2 separate regions of the Pan troglodytes genome follow, and region 2 is linked to region 1. Evidence: chromatin contacts called from public Hi-C data. All regions are on one chromosome and are shown on one strand. Each heading gives the region's core, a stretch centred on a gene start, on an enhancer-like site or on the middle of the called end of the contact. The rest is flanking DNA. Distances are from core to core; before and after follow the strand shown.

The links. A called contact is a pair of places that touch in the nucleus more often than the background predicts.
Region 2: a contact with region 1 is called in a Hi-C map of induced pluripotent stem cells, with 1.7 times the contacts expected there. The contact joins the enhancer-like site here to the promoter of ELOA in region 1. A contact is called at or near these places in 2 of 7 Hi-C or Micro-C datasets (induced pluripotent stem cells and stem cell-derived neural progenitor cells) and 1 of 1 datasets of contacts at active chromatin or transcription factors (stem cell-derived excitatory neurons).

What each region holds. Positions count from the first base shown.
Region 1 is chr1:207,276,202-207,280,604 of NHGRI_mPanTro3-v2.0_pri, reverse strand. It overlaps ELOA (elongin A), which reads left to right and starts at 2,109. Exons shown (of 11, transcript XM_016956263.4): 1 at 2,109-2,600. The coding sequence starts at 2,448.
Region 2 is chr1:207,458,680-207,463,082 of NHGRI_mPanTro3-v2.0_pri, reverse strand. The region is part of intron 2 of LOC134809315 (a long non-coding RNA gene); the gene reads left to right. Among named protein-coding and RNA genes, the nearest start is that of ID3, 6.5 kb to the right of the region's middle. Within about 2 kb of position 1,767, at least 20 of the 24 cell types and tissues checked have an H3K27ac peak or open chromatin away from gene starts, as enhancers often do. A contact at or near this core is called in induced pluripotent stem cells, stem cell-derived excitatory neurons and stem cell-derived neural progenitor cells, where this site is marked.

The DNA of each region.
Region 1 (4,403 bases), core at 860-3,359:
CACATGTATAATTAGCTGCTCATCCTAGAAGTCATATATCCAGACCAGGCGTGGTGGCTCATGCCTGTAATCGCAGCACTTTGGGAGGCTGAGGCGGGTGGATCACTTGAGGTCAACAGTTCGAGACCAGCCTGGCCAATATGGTGAAACCCCGTCTCTACTAGAAATACAAAAATTAGCCGAGCGTAGTGGCGCATGCCTGTAGTCTCAGCTACTCGGGAGGCTGAGGCAGAAGAATTGCTTGAACCTGGGAGGCAGAGGTTGCAGTGAGCCCAGATCTCACCATTGCACTCCAGCCTGGGTAACAGAGTGAGACTCTGTCTCAAAAAAAAAAAAAAAAAAGTCATATATCCAAATGTAAGAGTACTTTGCAGGTAAGCCTGACTCAGGCTGACATAGGGGTGGCTGTCTGGGAGCAGCACACCCACTCCAGGATCCCCCAGAAGCATTCATTGTTTCTTTCTGGTTTTTTTGTTTTGTTTTGTTTTTTCTGTTGCCCAGGCTGGAGCAGTGGTGCGATCATGGCTCACTGCAGTCTTGATCTCCTGGGCTCAAATGGTTCTCCTAACTCAGCCTCCCAAGTAGCTGGGACCACAGGCACGCACCACCATGCCTGGCTAATTTTAAAATTTTTGTATTTTTTGTAGAGGCTGGGTCTTACTACGTTACCCAGGCTGGTCTCAAACTCCTGGGCTCAAGCAGTCCTCCCGTCTTGACCCCCAAAGTGCTGGGATTACAGGCATGAGCCACTGTGCCCAACCTCATTGTTTCTTTTCATTTTGGTTATTGAGCTCTCTCTGGATAACATCTGCAGAATGTTTCATGTGTCCCGAGTATGTGCCAGGCCAATTACTCAGCAATTCTGCTTCAAGAATCAGTCTGTATTCCATTACACCAGTGGTACATTTTCAAAATGGAAGCAATATAAAATGTAAAAGTATTTGCTACGCAGAGGAGGGAGACGCTACTGCTGGGACTAGAATCGAAGTTTTCTCACACCCAGTTCAATGCCTTTTCTACAACATCCCTCAGTTGAGCCTTAGGGCACCAAGTGGATGGTCATTAGTCTTGTATGGACTTTATATCCAATGCTGATTATAAGGTCTAGATGATGCTAGGTGGCAGAGATTCAAAGTTGGACAGGTCAGTTACTGTACTTGATAAATAAACAGCCCAGTGGCAAGACAGATAAATAAACTGACCATTTACACCCTGAAAATGTGGTCAGTTGCTTAGGGAACTGGGGGAGGGGCGCCAAATGGAGGAGTAGGGACATGGTAGAGAGGGCTTTTCAGCATAGTGAGTGAATGAATGCTCATTTGAAGAAACAACTTGTGTTTAAGGTGTTTTTCTTTCTTCCAGAGCTAGAATCTGGAAGAATCTCTGGGCTTTCCTGCTTTGAGGGAGAGATCAGGCTAGGTGCATTGCCAATTTGCTGCTGAAGATCTGATTAGGTTCTACTTTGATCTGATCAAATGAGATGTAATCAGTGCTGGTACTTTAAGTGAGTTTGCAACTATTTAGTTGCTCTTTTTAGTAGTAGTATTAGTAATGGTAAAACTTAGTGCTTTTAGGATGAGAGTAGACGGCCTGAAGAATAGTATCTTGGGCTCTTCTGATCAAGCCCTACGGCTCATTGGCAGGTCATCAGAGGAAATATCTATCTATACATTCATTCGATAAGTATTTATTTAGTGCCTATGTGCCAGACACTGTGGGGAAAACAAGACACATGGGCTATTATTGCCTCATGGAAGGAACTAAGCTGTTTGGATTTTGAAAAATCCCTTTCTCTGGGCCTCAATTCCTCGACCTGTTCAGAAATGTGCGCTCACAATGGTCCTAGACATCTTAGATTCAGGTTCCATTTTCAGTTCTTTCCTGTCCTGCGGCCATCTGCAAGTTAATTTGGTCTCCCTGAACCTCAGTTTCCTCATTTGTAAAATGAAGATCATGAAACTCGTTTCATCAGGTTGTACTGAGGCTGGAAAAGATAGTCTAACTACTGACGCATCGTGTGCTCAGCCTAGGGTGGCTGCTACCGCGGGTGCCTGCGGACTCCTAGTCCTGGGCACCAGCCCGGGACCCCTGACAGGGTGTTGATTAGGGCGTGGCTAAGCCCCAGGCGGGAGAAAGCATTGGCATTTATAAGGCCAGGGTCTGGCGCGGTGGCCTCATTCCGTCTTGAAGTAGACCCTGGAGAGGTCTTCCAGGCTTGGGCTCAGCACGCGAGCACCGGGAGCGGGGGTGCAGGCGGCGGAGGCGCGTACGGCCCGAGCAGTCCCCAGTCCCCAGCGCGCACACTTGGGCCCGGGGCGCGAGGAGTGCGCGGCCGCCGGGTGGGCGCTGGGGAGCGGGCCCTGGGGGCGGAGCCTGCAGCCCGCCGCCCCCCACACACCCGAGCCGAGGCCCGGAAGGGGCCAGGCGCGCTTCCGTCTCCGCCGGGGATGCACGGAGGGCGGAGCTGCGGCCCGAGGACGCGACGCGAGCCCAGTTCCGGCGAGGAGGCCGCGCCAGTGACAGCGATGGCGGCGGAGTCGGCGCTCCAAGTTGTGGAGAAGCTGCAGGCGCGCCTGGCCGCGAACCCGGACCCTAAGAAGGTGAGCGAGGGGGCGGCGCGTAGCGGGATGGGCGTTGGGTCGGTGAGGGCCCCGTAACGGTCGCGGCCCGAGCGCGGCGGGGTTCGGGGGCTGGGACCCTGAGCCAGGCCCCGCGGGGCTGGGGTCGTGAAGTTCGCGGCCATTGACCGCTGCCCGCGCGTTGGGACCCTGTGCGTCGGGCGTCGGGACGCGGGGCCCCGGCCACTCCCCCTCCCTCACGGGCCCGGGATGGGGGCGCGCCCGGTGCGGACACCGCGTGCCTAGCGCTTCCTCCCAGAGGCGCTCCGTGGCGTCCCGAGCCAGCTGTTTCCTGCGGGAGAGCGTGCCCGGGGCGGGAGGGCGCTGGCCGCCGCCTCGTTGGCCTCCCGGTGCCTGCGCTGGTGCCCGGCGCCCCGCGGAGCGGCGCGGACTCCCCGGCGGGTGCGTGTTCGCTGGGAGGAGAAGACGGGCGCCCGAATGCTGCGGAGCCTGGACTCGCGGTGTGGTCCGCGCCTCTCGGAGACGCGGTTACTACTCTCCGGCTGGATATCAGAGCGTGGACTTTTCGCTTTCTCAGTGAATCCCTTTCAAAACAGAATAAAGCCTCGCGTCACCTAAGCATACTCCTGAAAACTTAGGTTGGAATTGAAAAAGAGGCGGGGGCCCGGGGTTGGAAGTCGCAGCTAGGTTTCCTTTTGGCCATTAATAGGAAGGTAAGAGCTACCGTTTCTCGTTGTTCGAGTGAGGGACAACCATTTTTAATTGTAGTTAACTAGTTTTTGTTGTTTATTGTACAAACTGAACATTAAGTTTAACGCGTTCTTGTACCTTTTCATCTTTCTGTCACTCACTTCTCTGGTCTCCAGGAGACAGTCTGGTGGTTGTCAGGATTTTTTTTTTCTCTTTTTTTTTTGAGGCGAGTCTTGCTCTGGTCGCCCAGGCCGGAGTGCAGTGGCGCGATCTCGGCTCACTGCAACCTCCGTCTCCCGGGTTCAGGCAATTGTCTGCCTCAGCCTCCCGAGTAGCTGGTATTGTAGGCGCCCGCCACCACGCCTGGCTAATTTTTGTATTTTTAGTAGAGACAGGGTTTCACCTTCTTGGCCAGGCTGGTCTTGAACTCAGCTGTCAGGATTTTTTAAGTGGAAATACAACGATGAAAAAGCACTTACGTGTTTGGCATTCTCCGTCATCATTCTGGCCGGGGCGGGCAGTTCTAGGAGTTGGAGCTCAGTCCTGGTGGAAAAGGAAGTCGTGGAGGGAGCGCTAGGGCCGTGGGGGAACTGCTCTGCTGAGCCTCTTCCTCACCTGCTGCTTCCTAGGACTAACCTGAAAGGCTAAGGTGCTGAAAGTCAGTGCTCAGAAAACCAATCGTCATTCTTTGGGGTTTTTTTTTCTTGAAGAGCCACTTTCTCTTTACCTTGTTCTAGCCTGTTGGAGGTAGGGTTTCTGCAATTCCAAAGGCCGTACACAGCCTCTCACCATCAGACCACTTTTTAAGGCTCTTCGTTCATACCTAGCTCGAAGATTCACTTCTTCAGGAAGCCATTTTAGTTACAAATCTGGGAAAACTTAAAATGCTTTCATTGTGCCATGTTTTCTGTTGCAGCTTCAGTACCGTACCTAGTGGTCAGGCATACTTACAAGTTTCTTTTTACAGTAACCGCTTGTGGACATCTAATAAATGGTCATTATTTTTTAGTACTAGTTTGTTTTCCTGAACACTGTAAGATCTGTGACTGACGTTTGATACCTTAAAGCAATGCCATATAATAACTACCCACTATTTGTTCTTTATTTCTGTCAGATAAAAAATGTTCTATGTAG
Region 2 (4,403 bases), core at 518-3,017, 180 kb before region 1:
AGGGACCAACTGCCAGCTGGCCAGCGACCACCTCAACTCCGGGTAATGAGTTCCATATGTTTCCATAAGAGCCCAGCTAAGCTTTTCCCCAGCAGTTCTTAACAGTGTTCTCTCCCTCCCTGCCTCATCTCGATGCTTGGCCACCCTTGTTCTATTTGCTCCTAACGAGGGTGGCAGGGAGGGGGCTAGGTGGGCAATGCCATGAGACAATGCTTTGGGAAGTCACCCTTCCCTGACTTCATTTTTGCAGATCCTCAAGCTAAGAGGCAGTCTCTCGGCCTCTCCAGGCTTCTGCTGCCCCATCTCTATAGTGGGAAAAACAACCCTTACTCAGGGTAGGGAGAGCATCACGAAAAAAGCCCTGGATAGTAAAGTGGGAGGCTGGTGTTCCAATCCCGACGTGAACACTAACTTGCTGTGTGTCCCTGAGCAGGTTCCTGACCCTCTCTGGGCTACATTTGTGACCTCTAAGGGCCCGCCCTTCCATCCCTGACAAGCTTCAGAATTACAACAAATGACTTAAACAGCAAGGAAGAACATCTGTTTTCCTGGGTGGCTTCAGGGTAGGGGTCCCCAGGAAGCCTAAGGCCTCCCTACCCTGGCCACCCTCACTCTAAGCCCAGGCTCCCTTTGACAAATCTGGCCTGGTGAGAGCTTCTGCCTGCAGCATCGGGCACAAAGTAGAAGCAGGGTAGCAGTGAGGAGAGGCGTCCCCCGATGGAAGCACAGCTCCACAGCTCAGAAGGCGGAGGCGGGGGGGCGCCTATGGTCAGCCCCCAGCCACGGCGAGAGGTGAATATGAGTTCAGGGGACTTCAGAGAACTCCTCCCTCCTTAATCTGGTTTGTCAAAGGCAACCCCCGAGTCCCGGTCTCAAGGTGTCTCACTACCCTGATCCCGACTGCCCACCGACCCTACCCAAACACGGACTCACTAACCTTGGCTTTTGACACTGCCCACAGACGGACCCCCACAGCCTGACTACCCACATTTATCCCTAAAGCCTGCCCCAGGCTGGCGAAACCCCAAATCCGGCCACGCTCTGACCCCTGATCTCAGCCACAAAGAGACTCCGTGACCTTGCCACTGACTGACCCCTAAGAGGAGAACTAATCAGAGAACAATTAAATTGCTCGACTCTCAGCGAAGCACCTCATGGAACAGAGGGGCGGAGGTGGGGAAGGACTTCGAGAGGGCAGAGGCTTCCCGGAGGAGCCCAGCGGGCCTGGGGCCACACTCGGAAGGCCGGGAAGGCCCTGTGCAGGGCACGTCGCAGGCGCTCGAGGAATGCGAATTGCCTGAAAGAACGAAGGAAGGAAGGAACCGGGTGCGATCCAGGGCGGCCTCGCGGCCGGGGCAGGAAGCGGGTGGGGGTGCGCCGAGGCTGCAGCGGCCCGAGCGCAGCTGGGGGCAGCGGGAGAGGAGTGGGGTCAGCGACTCCGCTGGGTGGGGGGCCCCCCAGGCCGCGACGCTGGGAACTGGGAGGCCGCGCTGCTGGCAGAGCGGCGGGGGCGCCGCGAGGCTCCGGATGGGCTGCGAGCCCCGCCCGCAGGCTGCGGAGGGAGCCGGAGCCAGAACGGAGCCAGAGCTCAGACATCCGGGCGCCAGCGAACACCTGCGAGCGGCCCCCAGGGCCCGCGGGGGGAGCGTGGGGCGCCGGGAGGGGCGGGGCGGGGAGGAGGCGGGGCCGGCTCGGCTCCGCCCTGCCGGGCTCCAGGCCACGTGGGCCGAGGCTCTGCCCCAGCTCGGGCGCCGCAGCGCCGCCGGTGGGGAGCGGCTGTCTCCGGGGAGGTCTGGAAGTGGGCAGAGGGGAGCCCTTGGAAGCAGCGCTGCGGGAAAGAGCGCGGCAGGAGGTTCTCAGGTTTAGCCTGGGGCATGGGGAAGAGTGGTGGCCACGAGGGGTGATGAGGCCGGGAAGACAGATAATTGAAGGTTGTCCGGCGCGTCCACAGCTAGAGAGCTATAACTGGCTTTCTGAAAAGGGCACCATTTCTGGTGTCACAGACATGAATTTGAATTCTGGTTTTGTTACTTAGAAGCCGTGTGGCCACCGGCAAGTTACTTCGCCTGTTCTGAGCTAGTTTATTTACAAAATAAAGACACCTCCCAAATGTCTGTATTTCACAGCCGATGCGATCAGCTCTGAATCCGATCGCATGCGACAATTTGCACAAGACACTCAGCAGTGAATCTTGTAGTTAAGGAAGCCTTGTGGATACTTTATGCGCCTTATAGTTTATCCGAACAACACACATGGAAAGGAGGTACCGACATCCCCCTTTCACAGATGAGGGGGAGTCCTAGGTCTTTCATTCCACAAGCACTCCCTGGGACAAGCGCTCCCTGGGACAAGCACCCCCTGGGGACCAAGCATGTGCCAGGTTTTGGGAATGGCGAGGGAAAAGAGCCAATCTGAAGAGAAGGCAAGAACATGAGCTTTGAAGCTAGAGGAAGCTGGGGTTCCTAAACCCTGCTCTGCTACTTTCTTGCTGTGTGACCTGTTTCTTGCTGTGTGCCACTTTCTTGCTGGGTGATCAAGTTATTCAGCCTGAGTCTTTTTTCTATAAACCAGGGAATGTTACCCATCACGGTGGTTTGTGAGGATTAGAACAAAAATGAAGATAAAATAGTCTGGAACCTGGCAGGCACTTCCATAGGTGATTATGACAGAAGACACTATCCTCTCTGGGAGTTTTCTGACCTAGGGCCAAATTGCTTTCACTCTCTAATGACTAATGAATTGGCATGCTGGTCTTTCTTTTGTCCTGGCCACCTGAACAACTCAGTCCTGGGAGTCCTGACAGGCAATTTCCTTGGAATTAGCTTAATAATACCTCGTAGGTGTGTGATGCATTTCAAAGAACTTTCCCACCATTATCTTCTGTCCTGGGAGGCAGCAGGGCACAGAAGGAGCATGGCTCAGAGAGGTGGAATGCTTGCTCAAGGTCACTCGGCAGATGACCACCGCAGCCCTTTTTAGCCTTCCACGGTACTGAAACTTCCGAGCAAACAGGAGGCAACATGCTGTGGCAGAAAAGGGTATAAGACGTTGAGCTCAATGCCTGGCTCTACTGCAGTTCATGGTGTAATGTGGGGCCTAGGACCTCAGAACCGCTGCCTTAGAATCAGCTTCCTTTACAGATGCAGAAACTGGGGCTCAAGAGAGGCAAAGTCCCTAGCCTGAGGTTATACAGGTAAGAGGTGACAGAGCAGGGATTTATGTCCCTTTATGGTCGTCTCTAAAGCCAGCACAGCACACCTAAAAAACAATCCAAGATAGACCCAACCCAGGCCTTGTATGTGGTTTGGGGCAAGGGTTCCTCACATGAGGATTGAAGTCTGCTATTGCTCTGCACTGTGTGTGTATTTTTTGAAGAGAGTGTTCGTATCTTCCTTCAGATCAGAGTGACCAGGACACAGAACAGGTTAAGAACCACTGATCAGGCTGGGAGTTTGGTTGGCAAGGCCAGAGGTTCTCCTCCTCCCCCATGCCCCTGTTCACCCCAGCAAGCTTACCAGGGTTAAGGCACTAAAGGTGATGACGTGACCTGTTTGTTATGAAATATTGAAGTAATTCATGCCAGGGACCAACACACAGATGAGATCATACCATAAACAGGAATCTCTAGTAAGGCCAGGCACCTGGTGAAGCCCACCTGGGGAGCCACCAGGGGTGTGGGAGAAGGCATGGGTTGGGATCTTGCTCTCTGCCCCACTGCCAGGCCTGGCCTCAAGGAATGGCCAGTCCCCAGCCCTGCTCCTGTTCACCACAATCAAGTCACTGAAGTTACGGTTCAAATCCCATCTCTACCTCTCAAAGGCTGTGAAAACCTGGTTCAGAAGCATTACCCACAGAGGTTCCCTTTCCCCATTTCTGAAATAGGGACAGGGATGCTTACAGAATAGGTTCCCAATGGAGGTGGTGTAGAAATACCAGCAGAAATGAGGACTGTGGAGTCTCTGCCTCACATTCCTTGTTCAGGGTTGGACTCTACAACCACCTAGCATTAGAGAAGGGATTACTATCACTACTTCCCAACCAGCATCCAAATCTTTATCCATTTCAGGAGACCTCCCTCTTTTTTCCAACTTTGGAAGCCCGCCCAGAGAGCAAGAAGGAAATGAAACCAGGCCCAGTTATCAGTTTATTCATTTTTGGAATTGGTCTATCAACCACCACCCATGTCTGGGCACCAGGTGAAGCAAACTTGAGGCTCTCCTCTTACCACATCCCCTGCTAGAAAGGCATAGTCAATAGTAACAATAAAGAGGAAAGCTACTGCTAGATCTCAAGGGACATGGACATGAAAACTCAGTTCTCAAGTTGCCTGAGCCACCAACTTGCTGGGCGAGCTTGCACCAGTCTCTGGTTTCTTCATTTCTGAAATAACGAGGCAGAGCCCA